2 separate regions of the Mus musculus genome follow, and region 1 is linked to region 2. The links are chromatin contacts, called in public Hi-C maps. All regions are on one chromosome and are shown on one strand. Each heading gives the region's core, a stretch centred on a gene start, on an enhancer-like site or on the middle of the called end of the contact. The rest is flanking DNA. Distances are from core to core; before and after follow the strand shown.

What was found. Hi-C and Micro-C count contacts between places; a contact is called where the count stands out from the background.
Region 1: a contact with region 2 is called in a Hi-C map of muscle stem cells, with 3 times the contacts expected there. The contact joins two enhancer-like sites. A contact is called at or near these places in 14 of 484 Hi-C or Micro-C datasets (ECoMG-derived neutrophils, Sertoli cells, bone marrow-derived macrophages and 7 more).

The regions. Positions count from the first base shown.
Region 1 is chr5:102,690,443-102,696,980 of GRCm38.p6, forward strand. The region is part of intron 3 of Arhgap24 (Rho GTPase activating protein 24); the gene reads left to right. Among named protein-coding and RNA genes, the nearest start is that of Gm30396, 62 kb to the left of the region's middle. Within about 2 kb of position 2,234, at least 14 of the 459 cell types and tissues checked have an H3K27ac peak or open chromatin away from gene starts, as enhancers often do. A contact at or near this core is called in muscle stem cells, where this site is marked.
Region 2 is chr5:102,589,270-102,596,494 of GRCm38.p6, forward strand. The region is part of intron 2 of Arhgap24 (Rho GTPase activating protein 24); the gene reads left to right. Among named protein-coding and RNA genes, the nearest start is that of Gm30396, 38 kb to the right of the region's middle. Within about 2 kb of position 2,977, at least 7 of the 459 cell types and tissues checked have an H3K27ac peak or open chromatin away from gene starts, as enhancers often do. A contact at or near this core is called in muscle stem cells, where this site is marked.

The DNA of each region.
Region 1 (6,538 bases), core at 984-3,483, 100 kb after region 2:
ATCATATTTAAAGGTAACCATAAAGCAGCAGACAGGGAGTATTTTCCACCGTTAATTCCACACCATACTTAAATGTGGGTGTGAGTTTAAAATAAGGTACCATTTTGGTTAAAATAGCTGTCACGATCAACTAAAGTATCTCAGTGTCCAGTAAAGGGAGAAAAAGGAGAGAGGCTTAAAAATGTAAGTGTTTATTTGGTACCTGTTAGCATGCTACCTGATATGGAAACCATGAGAAGTGAATAAAACATAGCCGCTGTTGCCATGAATATCTGAATAACGATCTAGCTGGCCACAGAACACCAGTGTAAGTATAAAACATGCTGGGCTGTTCTCTGAAGCAGCATCCTGAAGGAGTAGTTTAGAAGGATATTTCCCATCAATTCCACAGCTTATCCCAATGCCCAGCCAGCTTCAAGGCTTGATGCTCTGATACTGACTTTCCCAAATGCAGATCCTTCCCTTGGAGACTGAGAATCTTAGAAAATCAACAAACCAACAAATGGACACAATTACATGCAAAGGACACATTGGCTTGCAAGCAAAACCTAGGGCAGTTTTGTGGGCTTGTTTTGTCTTCCTATTGTCTTGGAGATTTTCCAGGGTGGTTGAAAGGGTGCAGCTGGAGCAGTGATATAAGTGCTGTTGGGTTTGCACTGTGTATATTGCTCAAGTGGTCAAATGAGGGGATTAGCAACCAGGTGCCCAGTTTGCAGGAATAGACAGGCTCACCTAGAACACCCACTTTGTCAAAGAATTTTCCCTTCGTGATTCAGATCCTAATCTGTGTAATGCAGCCCCACACTCCCTATCTTCTATGCTTCAGATTCAGCCATCCATCCTGTAGACCCACTAATCAGTTCCTGAGCCATCCAGACATCCTGTAGACCCACTAATCAGTTCCTGAGCCATCCAGCCATCCTTTAGGCCCACTAATCAGTTCCTGAGCCATCCATCCTCTAGACCCACTAATCAGTTCCTGAGCCATCCATCCTCTAGACCCACTAATCAGTTCCTGAGCCATCCAGCCATCCTCTAGGCCCACTAATCAGTTCCTGAGCCATCCATCCTGTAGACCCACTAATCAGTTCCTGAGCCATCCATCCTCTAGACCCACGAATCAGTTCCCAAGCCATCCACACATCCTATAGACTCACTAATCAGTTCATGTGTCATCCATCCTATAGACCTACTGATCAGTTCTGAGCCATCCAGCCATCCTGTAGATCTACTAATAAATTCCTGAGACATCCAGCCATCCTGTAGACCCACTAATCAGTTCTCAAACCATCCTGTAGATCCATTAATCAATTCCTGAACCATTCAATTTCAAGAGCTGCATTTTTTCTTGTGATATTTGTTTTGACTGTTTTTCTTCATCCCTTATAAAACTTTATTTTTAAAAACTATCCATCTTGTGCCCTAACTTCTATCTGAACTGTAGAGTAGGTAAGCTATTCTCTGTTAGGAAGTGACCTGGTTTGGGACAGCACTCAGGTTGTTGGTCTGTTTCTTTGAAAATACAGAAATGATAGTCTTCACAAACCTTGTTTCCATCTGATCAGATCAAGGTTGCGCATCTTTGCCAGTGGGTACAAATGGCCATGTCACAGCTGCGGCTTCCCCTCACTTAAATCCACCCTGCTCAGCATTAGAAACTGTCCTTCTGCTTTCAATGACATGCCTGAAGCAACAAGCAAATCCACCTCTGATGTAAGCATTTTAACTTTGCTAGGTCTCACCACGAGTTTGAGTTTCACTTTGATCTCAAATCATGACACTATTAAATTTTTTCCAAGGACAATGGATCTAATGCACATCTCCTAAGAGAAAAATAAAATGTCTGAGAGGCAGTCTCAGCAACTACTTTTTGTACCGGGACTGAGAAAAGCAAAGCATTGAGGACACATCAAACAAAAAAGAAAAACAGAACCCGCTATGTCATGACCTTACAGTAGCCCAGGATTGAGCCATACTCAAAGCTGGAGTTTAGTTTAAAACAGAATCATTTTTAGTGGTTTTTAAAAAATCATCAGAATACAACAGTCTATAGAAACAGTGCTTGAAGGAGTAGAGAGGATGTTTGTTAAAGGAATGGTGTTGTAATATGTTGTGAGGTACTCAAAGGTAGGAACAATAAACTAGGTATCCTTACTAAGATAACTGGACTCACCGAGATGCTCCATTTCTTTGGATGCCTGGGTTGTGAGAATGTGGAACACAGTACAGAATGCACGTCAACACTGCCCTCTACAGGTCTCAGAAGCAGTTACTTGCCTTAGCCTCTAAATGGCTGGATTTAAAGGCATGCTTGCATGAAAAGACTCAAACTGATGAGTGTTTTAGCTGTTAGGTACCCCGGGCCATCTCTATATCTCTGCACTAAGACAGCAGTTACACAAATCCTCGATGCTTCTAGGAACATATGATGTTGAGAGTTCTTAAAAGAATTTTATCTTGTGGTCCACTAGGAATGAAGACATGCTTTGCTGGAGTGACAGTGACAGAGAAGCTATGGGATATGTGAGGTCTGCCTGGATGCTCTAACATAGATAGCAGCAGTGTGGCTCTGATGTTTTCCTGTTATAGAGAAAATATAGTAAGATTGCTGGCCCCATAATAAAATCTAGAGAGTAGAAGGATATGCCATCCAGCCTAGAAGAGTAGCCAAATATTAGGGCTTCTTAGATGGAAGATGGGTGTTTTTATAAATTGTGGGTGTCTGTGACAAGCAATAAGAAATGAAGGATCATATAATTTAAGGTAGGAAAACTTCAAAAATGACTGGCTTGAAAAGAAAAGTTTCTGGAGAAAGAAACTTGTTTGACCTCACAAGTGTGAGAGAAAAAGGCCAAAGCCTCCCAGTGCACACAGCAAAACCTAAATGGGGTCAAGGTCAGAACTGCACAATGGTGTGGAACTTGTTGGTACTCAAACTTGCTTAATCATGAAGAGGAAAGAGCAGCTGTGTAAACACTGTGTTAGTGTTTGCTGGTATTTGGCCGTAATCTGAGGAGCAAGGCCTCAGATGTATGTTGTTTGTGTGAACACGTGGGCTATGGAGAAACAGAGATGTCAACTCCTACCTACATTAGGATACTGGATATAAGTGGTACTGAGGAGAGTAGGGGGAGATGGCTCAGTCCCTAATGTGATTGTCACACAACCGTGTGGACCTGAGTTTGGATCCCACTACCTATGCTTAAAAAGCCAGGTGTGGAGGCACAGGACATGAACTCCAGTGTGGAAGGAGGGCTGTGTGGGTAGATGGGGGTAGGTAGAGGTAAGAGGGTTATGGGACTCAGGAGCTCATTGCCTACCCAGTCTAGGCAATCAGTGATCTCCAGGTTCAGTGATACACTCTGTCTCAAAAGTTAAGCTGAGGAAGACATACTGTTGATCTCTGACCTCCCTCTATGTACCTCTATGTGTGTCCACCATCAAGGACACTTATATACACTTACATTCACCACACACAATGCACACAGAGTAGTAGACTGTATTAGAGAGGCAGTTACAGAAGGAGGAAGTCCTTCTGAAGTGCTCAGTGAAGTTACCACCAAGTCTCAGGAGAAGACAGCCACTCGCCAACAGCTCCCTGGTGGTAGGAGATGTCTTGGTTTCTTTCCTCTATGTAGTCACCTGACTGTCTTAGTCAACAGGGTGTGGTATGGTAACCGACAGCACTGCAGACATCATAGCCCTCTGACCACAGACAGATACTGAAGATCTCTTAGTAGTAGCCAACGCTTCTTGAATGAGGAATGACACATAAATGAAATGCCATTCCTATAGCCAAACAGATGTAGCATCAGTTAAGAATCAAATAGTAAGAAAAAAAGATTTAATGTGCGGCTTCAGATTATGTTCTAAATGTGGATTTTGAGGAGGTTTCTTTAATTCTTGTTCTGTGGACAACTTCAGTTCAAGTTGGCATTAAAAATGTTAGTCATTGCTTGGAACTCAACAAAGTTTGTGTATGCCCAGTGTCATATGTGCCATAAATTTATGTCCTTCTGTGAGCCGCATTTACTTACTTCTAAGGGAAAATCAAGGGTTTGCAGGCTGGAAGCCATCTGTCCACTGCACATCTGTGAGCTGTAACTAAGGGCTCAGGAGATGGATCTGTGGGTGGATAAACTGCTTGCTGCACAAATGTGAAGACAGGAGCTCAGATTCCCAGAACCCAAGGAAACTGGATGTCATCGCACATGTCTGTAATCCCACTGCCTCTTCAGTGAGATGGAAGGCAGGGACAGGAGAATCCTATCCCGGGAAGCTCACAGGCTTCATGTATGCCACAGTAAACAAGACCATAGAAAGGAAGGTAAGGATTTATAACAGAGGCTACCCTCTAACTTCTACACGTGTGCCATAGAATGCCCATATACCCCCCACATGAACATATCCATTCTATAAGCACATCTCATGTGTATGTGTAATAAAATGGTAAAAATGCTTTAAAGGAAAATTACTACTAATGGTGGTGGCAGTCATGGAATAGAGATACTAAATGTTCTAGGTACTTTTCTGTCAATGTTATCAAATATGGTGACAAAAAGCACCTTGGGGGAGAAGGACTTTGTTTTAGTTTATAGCTCCACATGTATGGAGTCCATCATGGTTTGGGAGACATAGCAACAGGCAAGAAAAGCATAGTGACAGGCACAGGGAACTGGGTGATTGCAATTCATCCACATACAGGAAGGAGCAAGGGCAGGAATAGAAAGAGGGGGGCATATGGATGGATGGGCGGAGGGAAGGAGGAAAGGAGAGGGAGGAAGGGAGGGAAGGAGATGAGGGACTAGGCCCAAAACATTTAAAGTAAGTCTTTGACATACTTCCCCCAACAAAGACCCACCTCATAAAATACCAGAACCTTCCAAATCAGCACCGCTAACTGGGAGCAAGTATTCAAACACACGAGCCTGTGGAGGACATCTCTCATTCAAACCATCACAGTAAAGAGTGTTTGGATCTGCTGAACTTTTGAGAGACTTTCATCAGATTGTGAAACTATCCACTCCTCTAAATTGTTGTTTGATAAACCATTTCCCACAAATACAACTTTAGCACTGAGTTGGGGCGAGTGGTATTGAGAAGTGCATTCAGAGCAGACCACCTGAGGAGCAGCAGCAACAGCAATAACAACAGCAACAGCAACAGCAAAAACAGTAACAGTGGCAGCAAGAACAACAGCAGCAGCAACAGTAACAACAATAGACAGAACAGTAACAACAACAGCAAGACCAGTAACAGCAGCAACAGCAGCAGCAACAACAACAACAGCAGCAGCAGCAGAAACAGTAACAGTGGCAGCAAGAACAACAGCAGCAGCAACAGTAACAACAATAGACAGAACAGTAACAACAATAGCAAGAACAGTAACAGCAACAACAGCAGCAGCAGCAACAGCAGCAGCAGCAAGAACAGTAACAGAAGCAGCACTTTCCACTCTTCCCATGCCTCAGCTCACAGCTGTGTACAGATGTGCATAAACGTATCCATTTCTCCATCTCTATCAGACACCACCAGACATTATTCTGGATTCTAAAGGACACAACAAAGCAAGATGAAATATTGAATCTTCTAAAATTTGTTCAGAAAAAAAAAAAGAAAAAATAATTTAAAACAAAAATATAATTAAAAACAATTATGTACTGCAAATGACATTTCTGTCTGTGACAAACACATAATTATAGTCCCAAGATTGCCACGGGAATGACAAATTTCAGTCAGCTAGTGACATCACAACTACCAAAATGTCAAAGCAATTGCTCTCATGCATGGTGATGCTGGAATAAGCAAACTTATGTGCTGTCATACAACACACACACACACACACACACACACACACACACACACACACACACACAGAGTAATCAAAAAGAACAGTAACAGCAGCAGCTATAGCAACAGCCACAGCAAGAACAGTAATATATATATATATATATATATATATATATATATATATATATATATATATATGGTGAGAGACCACTCAGAAGTTAAACATGCATAATGTTCTTGCAGAAGACCCAAGTGTGGTTTGCAGCACCCAAGTCAGAAGCCTGTGTAATTCCAAATTCCAGGATTACCTGATGCCCTGTACCACAGGCACGTGCGCACTCACTTTTCCTCTCACGGCCACTGTTCTAGTGCTAAGAACCAAGGGACACCATGACTACAGCACCTCTTATAAAAGAAAGCATCAGTTGGGGATTGCTTACAATTTCAGACACTGACCTATTACCACCATGACGCAGTATAGCAGCATGCAGGAAGACATGGTGCTGGAGAAGTAGCCTGTGGAGGCTTAAAAGGGGCATCAGATCCATTAGGAATGGAGTTCCTGACAGTTTTGAGCCACAATGGGAATGCTGGGAATTGAATCTCTGTTCTCTGGAAGAGCAGACATTGTACCATATTTTTTTTTTCACAGCTGATAGTAGATATTTGTATTCTTTTAGTAGTGATTATCACAAGTAAAATACAATTTCTTACAAATATGCCTCAGTACAGTAACTGCCTCAAATAT
Region 2 (7,225 bases), core at 1,727-4,226:
GCAGTTACACTGTCCTTCATTGGCTGTTCTCCCCCTAGCACTTTGAATATATGACATCTTCTCCCCTAGCCTACAGAAATCCTGCTAGAAAACACCTGACCACCGTTTTAGGGTCCTCATGAATCTGCTGAGGTGCTCTCTTGCTTGCTTCCTGTTTTCCTTTACTTGTGTGATATGCCACGTAAAGAACTCTGTGTGTTTTACACATTTGAGTCCTTCAGCCTTCCTATGTCAGATTTCATTTTTCCTTGACAGACTTGAGGCTTCATGTTTCCTCCAATAAACTCTCTGCCCTCAACTTCTGTCTTCTTCTGAGACAACCATAACCACCACCACCACTGCCTCCTCCTCCTCCTCCTTTTCCTCTTCTTCCTTATCTTCTTCCTCTTCCCCTCTTCTTACTCCCTCCCCTCCTCCTTCCTCTTCTCCTCCTTTTCTTCTTTCCACCCACTCTGCTGTTCCTTCTGCTACATTTCTGCTCTTGCATTGTTTTCAATGGCTTAACTAAATGGTTCTTGGGTCTATATTTCTCAGTACAACCATTGTGTTCTTCTACTATAAAGTTTGTTTGGTTATTTAATGTGTCATCTGCTCCATACTGAGGTTTTCATTTTAGTCATGTATTTATTCTCCTGGTATTATTTATGTATCTCAGAGTTCATTGGGTATCTTTGAGACTAATATTCTGAATTATTTGTCACATAATTGGTAGCCCTTTGTTTATTTAGGGCTGGTTTCTGTTGTTCTGTTTTATCCCCTTGATGGTGCCATGTTTTCTTTGCTTTAATGTGCTGTGACTTTTCCTGGGCACACGCTCTGTTAATATCACAGGTAGTCTTTGACACTTGTTGTGGCTGGGAAAGTCACTCACCCTGCATCAAATCAAGAGATTCCGTCTTTATCTGTGCCCAGCTTGCTGCAGGAGTTCTGCTTGGACTTTAATAGAGCCTGTGTGTACAGAGGTCTCATGAGGCTCTGCAGGGGTCTGCCTGTAGTCTCAGCCCCCAAGTACCAGCTACTGGGGAGATCACTTCTCGATTATGTTTAATGAAGATCGTTTAGTGATTTGAGAAGGCCTCACTTAAAACCTGTTCATGGTGGCACATACGTGTGATCTCAGAACTAGAAAGGCAAGGGCAAGGCATTTAGAAGCTCAGGTTGTCCATAGAAATATAGTGATTCTTAGGTGAGGATGTGCTATATGGTACACTAACCCACATGTGTGTAAATACTCTATTCTCATTTTTAAAAATACTTTATTAGTTCTCTTGGATGCAGCAGTTAATCATATTTTCTTATAATTTTATTTCTTAATTCATGATGACAAACTACAGAAATCAACACCAAATTTCAACGGTTTGTAAATTCAGTTTTGTTTGTAGCCCAGCTTGGAATGATAGAGTAGTGGGCCTACTCTAGAAGTGATTTATTCGTCATGTAGACCTCCAGTAGCTCAATTTTAAGATTTGTCTTCACTATTACCTCGTAGTAACTCAAAAGCAGTCATAGATGTTGCAGGATAGCGTTGACAGTGCACAGTGAAACGTAATTTATAACACCAGACGACAGGCTAAATTTGCCCATAAATGCAATTCTGCAGTTCCTCATCTAAGGCTTGAGAGAACTCCATTCACTTCTGCTTTGAATGTTGCTGGCACCTTTAAGGGAGAGGTGAGACTAACTGGATGGTCCCTGTTAGACAGACTCCAGATTAGCACTTCTCACTACTCTCTAGAGCCTACTTGTAGAACTCAGCTACTTGACATTTTAAATTTACACCTGCATCCACAGGCAGTCTAATGTTCTATCTAGTGTCTCCTATACTGTGTTTAACAACTTTTTGAAGAATAATTTAATTCTGTTGCATAATCATTTGGCCTACCACTGTGACTTGGGAAGGTGTGAATCAATAGTCATGATAGTGGGCGTGTTCTTGGTGCTTTTGCTCTGACCCACAAAAACAGTCATTAATTGAGATGGTTAGTTTTATGACGGTAAAAGAATTCATTGGGTTGTGAAGAGCCTACATCCTTGTGTTCATATCCTGAAGCAAATGTACATTCCTGTAATTCAATGTGGTGCCTGCATTGCTAAAGCTCAGGATCTAATAATGGTTTATGTATTTTTAGAGAGTTGTGAACTTAAACACAGAAGAATGTCAAACACAGACTGTATGTGGCCCATAAACTCAAACTATTTGCTATTTGATTCTTAGAGATCAACATTTCTCACCCCTATCCATTCTTCTCCAATTGTAGCCTAGATACCATTGACTTCAGTAATACCAGACTGTCTGAATAGTGATATTCTGGGCTCTAGTCCCTTCTGTGGGGACAGAATGTGCTGTGCCTTGTAGAATGTCCAGCAGCATCTCTGGCTTCCAACTGCTTAGAACCTCACCCTGAAAACTTCTTGCCCTGTTCCTGTAGTGAACTCTTTTAGTGTCTGGCTGTAAACATGCTCGGCAGGGCTCTGCATAGACAAGTAGATTCACATTTGCTTCTGTTTCATTAGTTATACTCTCCTCCCTCTCTCTTATCAGGCAGAAATCATTTCTCAGTTGCCTCTTCAAGATGAGCTCATAGCAATGCCCTTTGGTTTTGTTCATTGCAATGTAGCCATCTATCCTACAGCAGTTTGAAGGTTTAGAAGCTTTCTATCACATTTCATGCCTTTGAACTCGAAACCCGCTTCTGCCTTTTCCAATGTTGGCTCTTATGACGAGGAAGCCTGTGGCCAGACTGACTTGGGTTTTTTAGAAAGGGCTTGCTCTGACTGCCAGGAGAGGATTTACCTCGTCAACCAACTGTAAGACACTGCTTGATGTGTAGTAAGTGGAACCTTCAGTTTTCTGACTGTGTAAAAACAATACTTGTGAAACTTCACATAAGTTTAAACTATTCTAGGCTGGTCATGCAGGATGCAATGCTCTCTTGCAATGCTGGGCAGCAGCAGTGAGCTCAGCTCTGAGCAGCCTTAGGCACAAAAAGAAATGGCCCTGTTTTCAGCACTGCACTGGGTTGCAGAGCTATGATATGCTGTATGCTAGACTAGTAAGCTATTTCCCCCCTCAGTGGGCCTGGTAAGCCAAGGACACCTGTGCTATAAGTGGAAAGTGTCATAGAGTGAGACATTCCTGAACCTGGATCCTTTTTATTTATAAATATATTTCTCCTTTGCTTCAAAATTTGTTTTTTAACTGGTTTTATTTTTATATTCTTGGAGGCAAGGTCTCATGTAGCCTAGGCTGACTTTGAACTCATGGCTGTCCTTCCTGCCTTGGCCTTCTACACATTGAGTTTACAAGTGTGTAACACTATGCTTAGCTTTTAAGTCTTATTTTAATAATTTGTATTTCCTTGATTTCTACATACATCATTTTATCCCACTGAAATGTAAATATTTTTATTTTTCCTTCTCTTTTGCAGTCATCTATAATACAAGTTTGTCTACTCTGATTCCATAGTTATTGCTGTGCCCCCTCCAACTCTTTCCTTAGCTTTGTCAACTCATGGTTTATGTATCTGTTGTTTTTGGACATCTGTCCTCTGACCTCTTATATACCACACACAAATACAATTGGAAGAAATATAAATCACAATCACAGACATAGCAGTTTCTACCATTTATGAATGTGACCTCCTTTAAAGAAAATGTTCTTCTAACATAGATGTCATATGACTAGAGAACTTGAAACATGATAAATAAACAGGAATATTGAGGTGGGGACATTTACTTTGAGCTGAGGTCACAGAGCTGTATTTTGCTAGATTCTGCTTTAGAAGCAAATCTAAGGTAGGATGCACACATTTTTAGAGGAACTATAAATTGAAAATATCCTCATGGCCTGAGTCTATTGTAAGCCTTTTACTCTGGACACACACACACACACACACACACACACACACACACACACACACACACACAGGATTGAGAATCCAATGTTCTGCTAATAGGTAGACAGGTTAGCAGCCAGGACTGAATTAATTAATAGCAAATTACTGCCTAATAGCGGTGTCCCATAAAACAGTGGTTGCTTCAAGCTCCATTTAGTTTTGCAGTAGCAGCTACCTTCTGTGTCAGTTTCTTCACAGCAGGAGGGCACCATGCACGGGTTTATAAATGTTTTGGACAATTGAGAGTTAAAATTAGATCCTGTTTTGCCCAATTACATAACAGATGCCCTAAGTTGCTAACTACCATAGGAACAGTATCATCTTAACTAGAATATATTAGGTTCTTTGGAAAATAATCCTTATGATTTTGTTACAACAAATAGTACTTTGAATTTTCATATGCAAAGGGAAAACCATAAGAACACATTGTTGTTGTGCCTACTGTTTTCAAGCCTGGGGGATAGAAGACTGGCTTTTCAGATGTTTGTGTGTAAACTCTAAACATTACCAGGCAACTTGTGGGCCAATTTAGGTATCTGTCTTATCTCCAGTCCATCTGCAGGGTGGCCGTGGTTCCCTCTACTTTTCCCACTGTCTGGCATTCATTTGATTTCCTAACTTTCTTCCTCCTCGTATCTATCTTTGATTGTAGACTTAATTATAAATTCTACACAGGGAAGGGATTTGCCTTGGGGCACTCACAGATTCTGTTGGAGTATTGAAAAAGTTGCCTCGTACAAATAATTTCTGACAAATTAGCATGTAATTCCAATTTTCTCCTCAAGTATTTATTTTGGTGTTTCCTTTCCTTGTGGAACTGTGATGTCATGTGCTTCAATTGGGCAATTGTTTATAGCCCTAGGCACCTGCAAGATGTTACAGCTTTAATGACGATTGCTCCTTAGTCTGACCTCTCGCTTTCTTTTGTCCCGTGTAAAGCATAGGTTCCTGTCGAGAAGTTCTTCTAGCAGAGTGAAACTAAACATTGTTTGGTATTTTCCCTTTTTGCCCCACCTTCCTCCTCAAGCAAGGTGCAGGAAATTAAAATATAATTTTCATTAAGTCTTCAAGCTATTTTCAAAGCTAACATTCAGAATGGGTGTAGTTGTGAACACCTGTGAATCCACAGATTTTTCTTTTCTGATGTAAATATTTCTTTGGTTTTCATCATAGATCTGTAATTGTTTTTCTGTCCACATTCAGCAGGGACCGCCCCTTTATGAAGCTCCTAATTTCTGTTTCTCTGATTTCTTCTAAACCATTTGACAGGGCACATGAGTATAATTATGCAAATGTGTTTTGCCTGTACTAATTAGCTATCTCATTTAACTTTAAAGGATTAAAAGCTATCTCACAAAGAGGCAGGCCCCTTTAATTTTGTATTATATAGTGCTTGTCATGGTATGAATAAGAATGCCCCCCCATAAGAGTGCCCCCCATAGGCTCATAATGTTTGAGTTCTTCATCTCCAATTAGTGGTACTGTTTGGGAAGGATTAGGAGGTATGGCCTTAATGCAGGAGGTGTATCAAGTGGGGGTGGGGTTTGAGATTTAAAAGCCCATGACAGACATTTTCTAACTCTTTCTCTGCCTCCTGGATATGAATCAGGATGTAATCTCTTAGCCACTTTCTTAACATCATGCCTACCTGTTATCATGATTCCTGCCATGATGGTCATGGATGTACCCTCTGAAACTATAATCAAAACCCAATTAAATGCCTTCTTTATAAGTTTCCTTGGTCATGATGTCTCCTCTCAGTGGTAGTATACAGTGGCACTGGACATAATATGGCATGCAGAAGAAATATTAAATAATACCTTGTCTCAGTCATAATGCTTTCCTTCAGGAATTTATGAACTTTAGAACTGTACATTCCATATAGTTAGTTCAGTGAATCATTTTAACTCTAATTATCACTAAGACATTTTACTTATTCCATTTTATCATCTTGTAGCCGAGTTTAAAAAATGACAATATTAAATCCTATAGCATTTCTTTATCTCAGCATTTTCTCAATTTTAGGAACTTGAGCATTTCCAACATGTCTCCCCTTTTGTCCTTTTGACGTTCCGATTCAAAGCATAAAGTTGTCATTTTTCTTTAGCTACAACATTTCACTTATTAGGTGTACACGGTAGTGTCATGACTCCATCTTGCTTAAACAAAAATGGCACTAGTTGTGCTCCCTGGTGTTGGGTTGTGCTCCCGGGTGTTGGGCTGTGCTCCCTGGTGTTGGGCTGTGCTCCCGGGTGTTGGGTTGTACTCCCTGGTGTTGGGCTGTGCTCCCGGGTGTTGGGCTGTGCTCCCGGGTGTTGGCCTTGACCTCAGTCTCTGAGGTTCTAAACTTGAGGAAGGATGCAAGACAACTTTAAACAGTTGGCTACTGTCTGCTTGTCTATTGTTTAGAGCTAATCCACATCAAAGAGACACTTGGAATTTTGCCTTTAAGTGGGAGCAAGCAATAACAGGAGGCAGTGGCCAAGAGTCAGTTGTGGCTTTCGTTCCTATCCCTAGCTTACTTAAAGTCTACTCTCCCTTTATGCATCTCTCACGGAAAGCTTCTGAGGCACCGCTTAGCATTTAAGCATCCCGCACTTTTATCCATCAATATCCATCATGATTGGCACCCTTGGGGTGTGGGATCAACCTCAGGAATGCCTCCTCTCTCTCCTAGAGCAAGCCTCTCATCCCTTCCCATCTCAGCTATCATGATTTTGTGCACTCGTGACCGTGGAATTGCTCCAGTTTAAGAACTTTCAGGTTGGTTTTGCTAAGGAAACACTTTTGTACTGGTCAGTTGGTATTTTGTTTTAGAGCCGCAGGTTGCCTTTAATGATGGTTCTTACTCCAATGCATGTTCCATGATACAACTTCTGCCGAGTAAGACGCTGGCTGACTTGTGGTTTCAGTCAGCTACCCTGATGGATTTTGAGAAGAGCCTGTTGTGATTTGTCTGTGTTCTTTCTTAACACCTTTGGCATCCCTTGAGTAGCCAAAGGAATGTGTTCTGTAGCCAGCTCGTGATTTCTCAAAATCCTGTGAGAAGGGAACTTCTGTAAGTGATGGAAGATCACTCTAACCTTGAAATAAACTTGACAGTCACATATGAAGTGTGTGTTCATGTTCATCTCCTCCTGTCTTTGATCTCAACTCTCCCAATGCCTTACCCATGTATGTGTAGGCATGAGTGTGGCCTTTACATGTATAGGTAGGTATACATGCCTTTGGAAGAGCATATGGAAGCCAATGGTCTGTGTTCAGTGTCTCTCTACCACTCTCTGGCCTCCTGTCTTGATGATAGATCCCTCCATGAACCTGAAGCTCAC